Regions from separate parts of the Anas platyrhynchos genome. Here region 2 is linked to region 1. A link is a contact called in public Hi-C data. All regions are on one chromosome and are shown on one strand. Each heading gives the region's core, a stretch centred on a gene start, on an enhancer-like site or on the middle of the called end of the contact. The rest is flanking DNA. Distances are from core to core; before and after follow the strand shown.

Region 1 (2,700 bases), core at 82-2,581:
ACCTGTATTGAAAAAAAAAAACAACAACAAGAACAAAACCCAAACTACACACAAGTACATGGGTAGGTTCTTCCATTCCTACATGGGAAGATCCGTCACAGCGCAAGCACATGGGCTGCATAGCTGCACAGTCAGATCACATCCTTATAATAAAGGACTACAACTTCTGTCCCCTTTCTACTGGATGAAATGTGAGGAATTCTCCTGGCACGCCCCAGTGACAAATGCCTGGAGTGCCAGGAGGAATCTCAGCAGTATCGGTCTGTGAGCTACCAGCCACCATCTCTTCTTAGGCATGGAAAGCTACGAGGCATTCTTGGTGTTAGTAGTTAGCTCCAAGTCAACTCCTCTCAAATCCAAAGAAAGGGGCAGACCTCTGCAGCCACAAAGCATACGTGGTTTTTGCTACAGAGGCCACATATTTCTCCACTGACGTCCCAAGCACTACATCCTGTTCAGCTAAACTGGAAAGTCACTTGAGATGTCACTGAAGTAAAGCACCAAACCATTACTTCTTCAAGACAGTGATGCAGAATTTATTCATAGCTTTGTCAAAACATTTCCCTTGAAATGTCTTCTTAATAAACTGATTTAAAAACTAACAACTGATATTAAGACCTGCACTCTCCTGTAATCTACCAAGAACATTATGAGTTGTAAGGCAGCGCTGAACCAAGAACAGAAAATATGTTTGATTCCAAAGACTAGGGCAAGTCAGATTGCTGAATCCAAGTGAGAATCACTAGCTAGGCATCTCAGCCAAAACTGTGCAAATGTGCTCACCTCATTTCTGACATGGGTATCTCCTTCCATAGTGCAGAAATAATATTACTGGCAGTTTAATTTTCTGAATTATCCAACTCATTAAAGAAATTAAATGGAAAGTGACAAAACAGGAGAGCTTTTATTTTTCTTCTGAGTTCTGAGCTAAAAAAGAAAGGGTAAGAAGATGAGATCTAAGAAGAACAGAAAACTCCACCAGCTCGCTAAGTCAAATAACACTTTCCTTGATTCCTAATTTGATTTTAATTGGAAAATAAACAAACAAAACAAAAAGCAATACTCATCAGGTAGTTCAATAATACAATTAAGCGAGGCCTTCCTAGCATATTTTGAACTGAATTTGAATTTCCATCCATGCAGAATTTGACAAAGATCATACAGAATAGTACTCCCCTGAACCTCCAGCCATACACCAGCAAAACAATCCAAACTGGACATCTGACATCTATGTGTCACATTTTTCCACGCAGTGTACAGGCTCCTATGAGAGCCAAAGCTGATGTAGCCAGCAGAAGCAGTAGGGCTGAGGGAGCAATTCGTCTGAGCAGCCAGAAGGTGTCTACTTCAGGGTGTGCTGAATCACTCTCCAGGCTTGACTGTGCAAGTTAGCTGCATCTTCAGTGGCCATAATGGGAGTTTATAAGTGCCCACATTGTACGTCAACACCCACACAGAGAGGCCTAAATTTAGGTGTTTGTGTTCTGCCTCTAGTAAATGAAAAGTGCATTAGTTGCTACTTTCTAATGCACAAAAATTAACACGCTGAATAACTGTAGCTTGGAAAAAAATCTTTGGAAGCGTGACTTGGCTTCCAGAATGGAATGATAAATTCAACATGAAAGGAACATTAACAGCAAATTACTTGTTGAGAATCAACTTTCCTTTAAGAAATATAAAAAGTAGATAACCAGATTAAAATCCACTATTTAAATTAAAGTTTCCTACTCACTGATTCAAATCCCTGTGACACAAGGATTCTTTTTTTTAAAGCAAACCGTGCTCCCTGATGAACTGTGTCATACATTACTTCAGCTACTGACTTAAAAAGCCGGAGTAAGAGACACTTTTCTGTGACTCTAAGAGGAATGAAACATTACCCCAATCAACAAGGGAGGGAGCAGTCCAAAACCGAGAGGCGGCAGTGAGGCTGCAGAGCAGAAGGGAATTCACTGAAATGCACAATACACATGCCAAGACACACGTGCGTTCATCTCAAGCATTTCAGAGTGCAGAACTTCAACAGTTTGATTTGCGTATGCAAATACAGAGAGAAGGGACTTTTTCCCCCTTTTTTTTTTAAGAAAAAAAGAAAAAAGCTTGGTTTTAAAACCTATTGAACTTTTTAAAGAGATGGGGAAATTATGTTCAGAAATATGCAGCTGATTTTCAGAAGCTATGAAATACAATTCCTCTCCTCCCCCTGCCCCTCAGTTCAAAGTATTTGCTTAAAGCTATATGTAAAACCAAGCCCCTGCACAGGCAGAGGAATTTCCTCATTTCCCCAATCCTCTAATCCAAAGTGCTATGCAAACTTCACCAGCGTTGCAACTAAGAGCAACGTGAATGTATGCCATTTAAATCACCTTTCCAGGAGCCACCATCACCGTATCTTGTTATGTCACTTATGCTGAAGGAGTTTGGAAGAAGGAACACGAACTTGTCAGGGGACTTCATTTATTTCAGAGTGAGCACAGGATGTACGAGGCAGAGGAGCTGCTTGGTGCCACAAACAACTTGACAGACCTTTGTACAACAGTTCCTTAAGAAAAAGGGTCGCCTATGAACTTGAACATGGTCCCCTGCGAAGGGTTCCACTGAGCTGTACTGAGGAAATGATACGAGTCCTCTGCTGCCTTCTAGAAGGTGCTTTTAAAAGATGAGTTCAAAGAATTTTAGAACCTTGACTGTTGCAGCAGC
Region 2 (2,700 bases), core at 161-2,660, 48 kb after region 1:
TTTGAGTAAGGTAAAAGGATGGGACATCTAAACACTTTTTTATCTAGTCTGACATCCTCATTATTGTTATCGCAGCGCTTTGGAAACAAACCCCCAAAATAATTAAAAATAATGGCTTTCTATTTTCAGGGCCTAGATCTGAGCAAGTCATGCACTCCAACACAATATGCTTTAGTAAAAAAAATACAAACTGCTCAAGTAATTGGCCTCTCTGGGTACATAATTAGATCAATACCCAACGTTTCTTGAAACGACATTGTACATCAATAGGATTTAGAAAACGGTCTCACATAGCCAACCCAACACAGCATGCAATTCACACCTAAATTTGCAGGTCACTCAACTACAGCTCCCAGAAACAGCCTGCCTGACAAAGAAGAATGAACAAGACCAATTTAATACCTCAAAAGAGTTCCAGAATTTGGGATCTAGGGAGAAGTCAGTACAGATGGGCAAAAGTGAAGGGATTTAAGTAGCACAGAGCAGAAAGGAAGATGAAAAGCCTATTTGCCAGCTATTCCACAATGAGCAGAGCACTCCCTAAGAAACGAGCACCTAAGTTTGCCTCTCATATGTGCTCATGTGTGTGATCCAGGACCACTTTTGAGGTGAAAACTTCTCAAATGCTCCGTGTTAGCAGAGCAAACCTGACTTGGCTTCCAAAGGAAACAACTGTGGCTCACAACCAAATTACTTAAGTTTACTGTTTTCTTTTTAACCTACCACAAAACTCCTCGATTCCTTCCCCTTGGCTATGCTTATCTTGCAGCCTCTGTTTTTGTCATCACATTATAAATCTTTCCTGCAGGTCCCCTTGTTATAGCACCAAACACTTGCAACATCTTCAAAGCGGTGTAAGGTAGCAAGTAACCTTAGCTTTATTGTCCCCAGCCATTACTGAGATGAGATAACTCAGGCCTTATTTGCATAGACGTAGCAAGGCTCTGGGTTTATTTTGAGATCGTTATGTGAAAGCCACCAGCCTTGCGAGGAAAAATAATGCCATGACTCTGCTTTGTGCTCTTCCCACTGCTTCTCATGTTTTAGGTGTACCTAATAGAAGTCACTGCTGAGTCTACAGCACTAGAAGCAGTCTCTAAACAAACAAAAATAAGGAGAAAAAAAGAAAAAAAAAAAAAACACACAACCTACAGATGGTCTGATTAAAGTTTGTTTCTGCACAAAAACCTGCATTTGGAAGCCTATGAAAACTTCCTCACAGCACTTGGAAATGTTCAGGGTGCAGAAGGGTCCTCTCTTACCAACACGAGAGCCTTCAGTGGGACGGCAGAGCCTTCTGCACCAGCGAGCTGCAGAAAAACCGCTTTTCTCCCCCAAACGCCGCCGAGCTAAGCAGATGGAGTGCTGCCACCTTTCGGCCACGCGGTCTTCGCACAGCAGCAGGGACCAAGCCAAGCTCCTGCGAGCTTGAACAAGCTGTAGGGACAGAGACCATCGGCACCTTCCCGCTGTCATCATCACTCGCACTTTTTATAACTTCACGATTTATGACATGGGAAGAGTAAATGTCACGTTTGGCTGAAAGAAAGCAGCACGGCTGATGTGGCAACGCTAGCTGTTGTGCAGAGATAATAACTCGCCCAAGTGAATAATACGTAACAAAGCCAGAGAGTAAGAAATGAGAGTTATTACTTGCTGATAAGTTTTTACGATCTGGTCCGTTTCAAACACGTTTTGCAATCAGGAAGAAACCAGAGCAAACTCTGGACTGCTTAAAGGAAAAAGCGAGCCAGCTCTGTAACTGGAACGGATAGCAAAACACATAACCCATGTGAAAGGCACATTTAAAGAGCAATCCTTTTGCAATAAGCCAGGGTACAGAGCACGTAAAGGGCTTCAGGGAGAAGAGAGGCTTGTTACCGTCGGGTCACACAGCCATAGCGTTGGCTGTCCAAACCAGAAGCCCTGATGGCAGGGCTCTGATGGGGCTCAGAGCAGCCCTGCTGATGGAAACACGCCTCCCCAGCACTGCAGCTCTTGCTCCTCATTGCAGCTCGCATGCAGGTGTGTAGAAGCTGTGGACATTCATGGGCAAGGCAAGTGAAATGGGATTTCACGAGCACACACAATCAAACAGCGCCTGGCACCTGCCATTATTTATCCACCAGGTTTTTCTTCCCCAGAAAATTGCCATCCGTACAATGATGCGGGAGTACTGGGGATGGGGAACACCGGGCAAGAAAAAAAAAAAAAGACAAAAACAAGTAAAGTACCAGGCATTGCTTGCTAAGCTGTTAGGCAGGTCTCACAGTTCTGCAAGGATTACACTCAAATCTCCACATACACAACTATCTCCACACCCCTTTTAATTCCCAAACACAGAAGGGAGATTCTGTCCATCACAGAGCCCTTTTTTCCTCTTAGGAGCGAAAAGAAGCCAGGTTTCAGCTGAGGAGCCTCAGTATCTCCCAGCAGAAGAGACACCTGCCATTGACAGCTTGATCTGTTTGGACACTCCAAGAGCCACTACAGAGCACTCCTCTAGCTCTGTGATTCCTCGGCGTTGCTAGGAGCAGTCAGAGAGCCACAGGCACATACCCATAGGCTGCACTTTTGCTACTAGAGATCACGACCAGAGCGCCTGGAGAGAAACATGATGTGGCTCATGAGAAAAAGCCACGGATCCAGCCACAGCACCACTCTGCACTGCTCATGATGAGGTTTAAAAGGCCTGCTCAT

What was found. Hi-C and Micro-C count contacts between places; a contact is called where the count stands out from the background.
Region 2: a contact with region 1 is called in a Hi-C map of skeletal muscle, with 3 times the contacts expected there. The contact joins two enhancer-like sites. A contact is called at or near these places in 2 of 8 Hi-C or Micro-C datasets (skeletal muscle and subcutaneous adipose tissue).

Annotation. Positions count from the first base shown.
Region 1 is chr4:18,363,455-18,366,154 of IASCAAS_PekinDuck_T2T, forward strand. All of the region lies in intron 4 of SLC4A4 (solute carrier family 4 member 4), which reads right to left. It overlaps LOC119716933 (a long non-coding RNA gene), which reads left to right. Exons shown (of 3, transcript XR_005265760.2): 3 at 1-496. Among named protein-coding and RNA genes, the nearest start is that of SLC4A4, 110 kb to the right of the region's middle. Within about 2 kb of position 1,332, at least 2 of the 8 cell types and tissues checked have an H3K27ac peak or open chromatin away from gene starts, as enhancers often do.
Region 2 is chr4:18,411,256-18,413,955 of IASCAAS_PekinDuck_T2T, forward strand. The region is part of intron 2 of SLC4A4 (solute carrier family 4 member 4); the gene reads right to left. Among named protein-coding and RNA genes, the nearest start is that of SLC4A4, 60 kb to the right of the region's middle. Within about 2 kb of position 1,411, at least 1 of the 8 cell types and tissues checked has an H3K27ac peak or open chromatin away from gene starts, as enhancers often do.